Regions from separate parts of the Mus musculus genome. Here region 1 is linked to region 2. Evidence: chromatin contacts called from public promoter capture Hi-C data. All regions are on one chromosome and are shown on one strand. Each heading gives the region's core, a stretch centred on a gene start, on an enhancer-like site or on the middle of the called end of the contact. The rest is flanking DNA. Distances are from core to core; before and after follow the strand shown.

Region 1 (4,148 bases), core at 1,423-3,922, 730 kb after region 2:
TAGCCATTTTCCATAACCTAAACCCTCCCAACTCTTGGTTGCAGCCATTCCACATCTGCTCCTCCTTTCCCTCCTTTGCTCTGCACACAGCCAGCAATGCAGCAAGGACACCAGTGTCAACCTCGAGGAAATGGATTCCCCACTCCTTATAGAGAACAAACTTAGTAAGGCTAGCTTGGGCTACAGAACAAGAGTCTAACTCAAAAAAGAAAAAAAAAGGAACAAATTTGATTTTTCACTAACAGTATATGTGTGATGGCTCTTCCCAGTTGTTAACTTGACTTGACTCTATCTGATATGCCACATACTATGTAAGATTTTATATATATCTCACATACAATGTACGGTAATTGTAATTTTATAAATTAGCATTTATATATATTTAACATATATGTCACCTTTCTTATATATTATATACAAATATATTAGCATATATGCATATATGTTTATATATACATACACACATATTTATATACAGATATGTTAATTTAATGTATATGCACATGTGTATATGTACATATACACATATGTTAACATAATATCTATATATCACTGAAATGGTGCCAGCTGAAAAAGAAAAGACTCTCAAATGGAGACACAAAAGGGAGAGGGAAGCGGTAGGCAGGATAGGTACTCAATACTAAGGTACCAGGATCTACCCAGAGACCCCATTAAGCCATACACTCTAGGCTTTAATCACACAGATCTTTCTAATTGAGTCTAGTGTGGTAACCAGCTGAAGGTTAACTAAGGCCCCAGGTGATTCTGAGTGGGTGAGCAGACTGTTGTAAAGCTTGAAGAGAGTTTGGCCCCAAACAAAGGCAGGCGAGCCATATTGAAGCAAGACTAAGACTTAAGGTGGGACGGTATCTCAAGAGAACAGACTAGAGGGCTTAGTGAGTTGATGGACAGGGAGAGTGAAGGGCAGTGTACAGACCCACGGGTAACGGTGTGCTTCCCGGTTTTGTTCTGGCTTGGGCAATGACACCTCTGCTTTGTTTAGAGTGTTCTGGGCATTTGGAAGAGCCCTCCAGAAGGCCCTCACAGATACGAGCCTGGGCAGGGCTTCTGAAGCTTTTTCTACTCACAATCCTTTTGTGCTAGACAAGCTTTGCAAAGCACAGGTATACTGAGATACAAAGTAGGTATACAAGGCATTAATTGCTAAATCATAAAGGATTTGATTTTAGAACCATTCTATGGAGTCTAGAGTAGTGCCTCAGCAGCTAAGAGCACTGGCTGCTCTTCCACAGGCCCTGAGTTCAAATCCCAGCACCCATAAGGCAGCTCTCAACCACTTAAGACTGTAGTGACATGGGATCTGATACACTCTTCTGGTGTGCAGACATACATGCAGTCAAAAGACCCATATACAATAGATAAATAAATAAATAAATATAGATATTTACAAAATTATTTGGTGTACATAATTCTACTATTAAAGATGAAAGTAAACCTGCATACCAATAAATGCATAGACTTGCTTATTTTTAAATAAAGAATTAAATCCTGGCTGTAGGTTTCCTCAACGTTTTTCATTTTTTTTCAGTTTACCAATATTTTGATTTGATATATCAGTGCTGAGAACACCACTTTGCATAAATATGTTGTACAAAATTGTAGGAGCATGTTTAGCGCCATATTGGGAAAAAGCTGAATAATCTCACATCAAAACTTATTTAGTGATTTTTGAATGAGACTCAAGTCAATAACTCAGCCATTTTTAGAATCAAGCACCTTAAAGCAACAAATCCCAAAGATGCACGCATTTCACACTTAGGGTATGACAAGCTGAAAAACGATTTAGTAAAATATTAAAAGGTTTTGCTTTCTGAAATTAAATAATTATGTTTCTACAAGTTTAGAAAAGTTGCTCATATGTTAAATCTTAATAAACAATACTCTCGATTCTGAGTTGAGATGTTTCCGGCAGCATTTGCTGGGCAGTGCACACATACCCTGCTGCAGAGAGTCGTGAGGAAGCACCGCTGGGTGCGGTCAGAAACACCTTGAACTCACAACTCACAGTTTGATTTTTGAATTAACTTTGCCCACTGTCTCAGGAACACTCCTCCTTCCCTTTCAAAACTGCTGTCACATTTTCTCCTACATTTGTGGTTGCGACCTACAGCTTAAGTAGATGTTCAAACACGATGTGGTAGAAATCCTAGTTTTTTTTTGTTTTTTTTTTTAAGCCACCAATTTTTTTGTTTGTTTCAAATGTGCATGCTACAAAACCGCCCCGTCCCTAAGCGAGCACAGCAGCGACGGGACTGAGATGGCTTGTCTGAGAAACCTCTCCCTAATCGCGCGGGTTGACTGTCGTTCCACTCCACGGCTCAGGGGTTCAAACTTTTTGACGTTCTGACTCTAGGGGATTGACTCAGCGTGTACGGTAAGAGCTTAGGTTCGAATCCCACTTCCCACTCAGGAATGTAGGCGGTCGGGGGGGGGGGGCGTGCCGTGCGGCGTGACCCGGGGCGACCTTGAACTTCCGAGTCCTCCAGTGTCTCAGCCCTCCCTGGTCCCCTCCTGGCCATGTCCACTCACTTCTCGGAGAGTCCGGCCCAGCATAGCCCTCGGAGTCAGCCGGTAGCACCGGGTCCCGGAACAGAGGAAGGAGTCAATCTCTGCCACCGGCGTTACATGGGCGCAGACATCTTGGCTCCTCTTTAACAACGAGCGCCTGGATTGGTCGAGTTCCGGGCGGCGGAAATGATCTCTGCACACGATTGGCTCGCGCGCCGGCGACCGGAGGCGCGCGGACAGGCAAGGAGACCGCGGCCGGGGTCGTGTCAGGAATCCGCCTGACCTAGGAATTGCTAGCCTTGTTTGCTTGTCCCTCTGAGGACTCCCTGCTTGCTTGCTTTTTTTTCCTTAAGGGGAAGGAGAGCGTAAGGAAGGAATGGCCAGTGTACTGACTGGACGCCAACTGGGACATTTCTGACGTGGGGAGCACAGTAGCAATTCTATTTTAATTCCGTCGCGGCTTTAGGTTGAGTTTGCTTCTGAAAGCTCCCCCTCGCTTAATTGACCTGTGGGTTTGGCAGATTTTGGCTGAATTGAAATGTGTTAGTTTGACCTGCTTCAGGTCCTTTCTCTCCACCGTCGCACCCCCCACCCCCGCTCCTCCTTTCTTTTTTCTTTTTCTTTTTTTCTTTTCTTTTTTTCGAGGAAACGTTCTCCATCCCTGCTCAGGATGGGCGTTTTGAAGACCTGTGTACTTAGAAGAAGTGCTTGTGCCGCCGCCTGCTTCTGGAGAAGGACAGTTATCCCAAAGCCACCATTTAGAGGCATTAGTACTACGTCTGCGAGGAGCACTGTCATGCCCGCTTGGGTGATAGATAAATATGGAAAGAATGAAGTCCTTCGATTCACCCAGAACATGATGTTACCTATCATACACTATCCAAATGAAGTCATTATCAAAGTCCACGCTGCCAGTGTAAATCCTATAGATGTTAATATGAGAAGTAAGTTGTCCGGGTTTGTTTGGTTTTAAATCAAAATTCACTGGGCACACAGGTGTTTTGTTGTTTTTCTTTTGAAACAAGGGGTCGTTGTCTAGCCCAGGCTGGCCTCCAATTCATTGTATACCACTGACTAGTCTCCACTCTGCCGCCCTCCTGCTCTGCCTCTCCAGGCCTGGGATTTAGCAGGTGTAGACCACACCTAGTTAATAGACTACATTTAGGTTGGCGTGAGGGAGTCATTTAGGTTTCTTATTACATGTATTTATTTTGTGTTTGGGTGTGTGGAACAGGGCCCAAGTGGAGGTCAAAGGACATCTTGTGGGAGTGAGTTTCTTCCTTCTACCAGGTAGGCTCCGGGCATTAAACTGACCACCAGGCTTGGTAGCAAGCACCACTATAGGCAGAGCCATCTGGTTTCTGATACTATCCCTGCAAATATTTACGACGTTTTGTTGTCACAACTGCTAAGGTATACTTTAATCTTTTATTAAATGTGTTTGTTTCCTTTCACATATGAGTTGGGACCGAGAAGTGATATCTACAGTTAATTTGCTCTGTGGTAATTTTAGGGTCCAGCACAGGCTCCAGAGTTTGGCTATGTTTCCCCATCAGTTCAGAGTCTGGGTCTATGTAATTCCTGTATCCTTCTTGCTGTCCCACGGTTCACAGCTTCTG
Region 2 (4,161 bases), core at 150-2,649:
CAGGCTGAGCCGTGTTCTTGGGTTTCTACGCGAACAGCTGGAGCGCCAGGAGGCTGCGCTCGCCACCTCTGGAGCACCGCTGGCCTGGCAGGGCGCCCGGCCTCGCAGAGAGGACTCGGGGCTGGCCTTCGCGAACAATGGGCAGGCGGCAGCGGAGGCCGCCCCTCAGACAGCTGGCTTTCAGCCGGGCTTGCCGGGTCTGCTAACTGGAAAGTGAGGCGTGCAGAGGCGAGCGGGAGACCCGGGGCAGAAGCAGAGAGGAGCGGCCGGGGACGGCGAGGCGAGCCCGCTGGCTGCAGCGTCCCTGACCCGCGCCGCTCCGGCCCAAGCCTCCGCCACTGACAGCTACACCGCCGCAGCCGGCGAGTTGGAGCAAAGCGGGATCACCGAGCCTGGGGATGGACCGGGAAGAGGGGTGGAATCCAGGTATCCCGGGTGCCCCGGTCCGGCAGCTCTTAACTTTGGAGGGGTCCGGAGATTCATTTCCGAAAAAGGGAGAAATACTACACCGACCATCAGGAAAGCCACTGCACCATGCTCACTCGCCACTGGGGTTCAGTGCCCTCGCCCGGCAACATCTGTACCAGTCTAGGGTTTGTGAGGTTAAATAGTATCCCCCCCCCCTCGCCCCCATCAAATCTGAGGTTGGCAGACTTCGGAGATGCAGCCCATGAGTTGGCCTCGGTTTTGCACCTGGAGGGGGAGCTGAGGCGTCCCAGGGACCCAGCAGAAACTGACAAGCGCGCCCCTGTCCCCCCCCCCCCCCCCCGCAGCCTACACAACAGCCCGAAGGGAGCGGACGGAATAAAGAGCTCGGTCTCCCCGGCCTCCGAGTCCGAAAATACCTTCATCTCCTCGTTGATCTCCCTCTTCACAGGGTGAGCGGGTTTCCGGCTTCTTTTATTTTCCGGAGGTCTCCCTTCTTTCTCCATTTCTGCCATGTTTTTGTGTCTGGTTTCTGTGGAGATGAAATGGCTGCTGCCGCCGCCGGCGGTGGTGGTGGTGGCGGTGGCGGTGGCGGAGGTGGAGGTGGTGCTGATGGTGGCAACGCTGGCGGAGGTAGCGGTGCTAGCGGGTCCGGGGCTGGGGGTGGGGGTGGAACAGGCGAGGGAGGAGCGGGGTCTCTTCTAGCGGCGGAGACCGTCAGTGGCCGTCACGGGGAAGGGTAGCCCGGGGAGTCTCGGGGATGCCGCCGCCGCCGCTCCTACCGTCGCCGCCGCCGCTCCTGCTGCCGCCGCTGCCGGTGCCGCCGCCGCCGCTCCCGCTCCCGCCGCCGCCGGGCTGCATCCTCGGGGCCCGAAGGAGTCGTCAGCCATCTTCCTGAGCTCTGTCTGTCCGCATGGGCGAGAGGAGCGCCGGCCACGGCGGAGACAGCTGCTCTGGGCGTGCGTGCGTGGATCTGTGTGTGCGCCCGGGAGAGCGCGCCAGCCCCGGCGCCCAGCGCCTCCCGCGAGCCGAGCCGCGGGCGGAGGGAGGGACTGAGCGGGGAGGGGTCCGAGGGAGGGGAGGCTGGGGGTGGGGGGGACAAGGCCAGCCCCCCGCTCGCGAGCGGGCGTGGCTTCCCGGTCGTTGTAGACGCGGATGCTGCGCGGCTCCGGGGGCTGCTGGCGGCCGCCTGCTCCTGGGCGGCGGGCACCGGCCCTACTCGGAGCCGCCACCTCCCCGCGACGACCCCTCCTGCTCCCGAGCTCCGTGACGTGGGCTCCGGTGGGCTCAGAGTTGGCTTCTGAGGATGACCTAGAGGCCGCTGAGGCAAAACATAGCGGGGTGAAGGGTGGAGGTGGAGCGCTGAAAGGGCGCAGGGACCTGAAGGCAGAGCGAGAACTCGGCTCCGGGGTTGCAGCGCCCGGGAGCGGAGGGAAACACAGACCGGACCCACCGCTCAGGCACCAGTGTCCTGCTCCGAAGACTACGGCAGGCTGTGTGGAGGCTGAATGTCGCTTAGAGGGGTCTCCAGCACAGCGCGCCGTCAGACTGTTTGCCAGGAAGCTTTTGCCTTCCTGAGAAGGACTTCGAAGTAGGACAACTCAGCCTCCAGCTCCCTGATTTTCTTTCTCTTTCTGTCTCCCTTCCCCCTCTGCCCCAAACGCAAGCTTATGCTCTGTTACAAAGTAGCATCTTTACCCGGTGACCCGGCTTGCACCCTCACCGTGCCCTGTGCTTAATGGGAAGGGTTGGGCTTAGTGGGTACTGTTGTGCGCTCAGGATCCCTCCCCCCAGAAGCCCCACGCCCTCGCCACGCACGACAGGACCCTCTCCTCTCCATCAGGTTCCACACTCTTCCACCAGACTCGCATCTGCTGGTTCCAAAGCCCAGCTCATCCTCCATGCGCTCACGTGTTTCCTCTTGGGCCGCCTCTGTCCACGCCCTGGACCAAGGTCGGCTGCGCCTGTCCCTGTCTTTTGGGTTGAGGTATCAGCGTGAACCGTTTGATGAGGCTCCAGAGACAACACACAGCTCTGAAAATCTCCTACACACACTGCAAAGGAACGACACCTAGACGTTCCCAGTTCAGCTTTCCCGCGCCGCTCCACTTTGTAATTACCTGACACAATGTGATATGGGGGTGTCCATTGTTCCCCGGCTTGTTATTACGGAGTGTTCATTATGACAGTGGTGGAATTTAAAATTACACATTTTTAAGTCCTTAAGAGATAGAATGAATTCGGTGTGGGGGTATGAGTAAGCTTTTCATTAAAATCTCAGTTCGGCCTATCAAGTGGGGTTCATTCTGAGTGTTGCCTTGCCTAATTTGCATTTTAGCATGGTTTTGTCTCTTTAAGCATAGAATTACAGATATCTGGGAGCGTACTCTGCAGGGCTGAACAACCCTATGAGGCCTGTTTTTGCATTTTAGCATAATGTGTTTCGTACAAATATTTGGGAGGGTACCCTGGAAAGCATCTTCTCTTTCGTGTGCTGGGGGTGCGAGGGAAAGTACCTGTGTACCCGAAGCCATGCAGAAGGCCTGTGGGAACTTCTAAAAGCCAGCTTTTGCCTTTTAGGGGTCATAGTGAAAAGCCAGGGGGTCGTGTCAAGGATTTAAGAAAAGGGGTAGATGAAAACCAAGGAGATGTGCATCCAGCTTCAGAGCCCCAAGTCCTCTGGCTGGGTCATATGTATTTGCAGAAGACGTTGGTAAACCTCCAGCGACCCAGTAGTTAAGGAGGCTGAGAGAAGCCCGGACTCCTCCCCATCACTAAGGAATGTGATCCTTATATATGGTTACACCATTCATAGTATGTATGGTTACACTATATATAGAGGGTGTCTCCATCATCCTATTGTTGGTAGGCTTGTTTTTTTCTGTTCTGTCCTCTTGGTGTTTAGCTAAAAAAAAAAAAAAAAAAAAAAAAAAAAAGTGGTAGGAAAACTTTTTCCCCCTTACTTTGTAAAACTACAGACTCATGTTGTAAAATAAACTATGCAATAAGAAGCCTTTGTCTCTTGGAAACATTTACATCTTCTCTGTTTCCTTTGGGGCCAGAGCTGTCACAATTGACTCACTGTTGTTCAGCTGATATCAAGTAACAAGTTGTATACCCCCCTGTCTTAGATACAGTTTCACAAGTTAAGAAACAAATAAACAGAAAAGGTAAACTATAGCACAGATTTATATTTAGAAACAGCTGCACTTCTTTCAAAGGGAGTAACTTTAAAGAAACAGCCCAGGAGTCTAATGAAAATAGTGACATTGATCAGCCACCTGTGCCTTCCTGCCCTCTACAAGACTGAGGTAAAACGATTGGACCAGAACCCATGAAGTAGATCTTTACTGACATTGGAAACTCAGAAAGTATATCTGAGAAAAAAACGTTAACCTGACCTGAACTTTGGAATTGCAATTGCTACATGTTCTTGAATCTGTGCTTTCCCAAATGTACCATAGAAGGCAGCTAGTTACACCAAGAGTTGATGCTTTATGCACTTAGAATCTTGAGTCAGATCATGGTCCCTGGATACTTTGTAAACGTGTAACTCTGGGTAGAAACAATAACATAAATATGTTTTTGAAGACTCCTTCCTTCCTCCACCCGACACACAATGCCCAACCTCCTGGTATACAATTAGTCTTCATTTCTCTCCCTCATTAGCCCTGCCAATCACCAAGATAGGCACAGGGCCAAGCTTTTGTATATTCCTCAGTTACCTTTTTGAGT

The links. Promoter capture Hi-C pulls out the DNA fragments that hold promoters and counts their contacts.
Region 1: a contact with region 2 is called in a promoter capture Hi-C map of liver, with 3 times the contacts expected there. The contact joins the promoter of Qrsl1 here to the promoter of Sobp in region 2.

Annotation. Positions count from the first base shown.
Region 1 is chr10:43,899,064-43,903,211 of GRCm38.p6, forward strand. Qrsl1 (glutaminyl-tRNA synthase (glutamine-hydrolyzing)-like 1) reads right to left here and starts at 2,673. Exons shown (of 11, transcript NM_001081054.2): 1 at 2,551-2,673. The coding sequence starts at 2,574. Rtn4ip1 (reticulon 4 interacting protein 1) reads left to right here and starts at 2,744. Exons shown (of 9, transcript NM_130892.5): 1 at 2,744-3,473. The coding sequence starts at 3,200.
Region 2 is chr10:43,173,131-43,177,291 of GRCm38.p6, forward strand. It overlaps Sobp (sine oculis binding protein), which reads right to left and starts at 1,400. Exons shown (of 7, transcript NM_175407.3): 1 at 846-1,400. The coding sequence starts at 941. It overlaps 9030612E09Rik (RIKEN cDNA 9030612E09 gene), which reads left to right and starts at 1,569. Exons shown (of 1, transcript NR_102361.1): 1 at 1,569-3,435.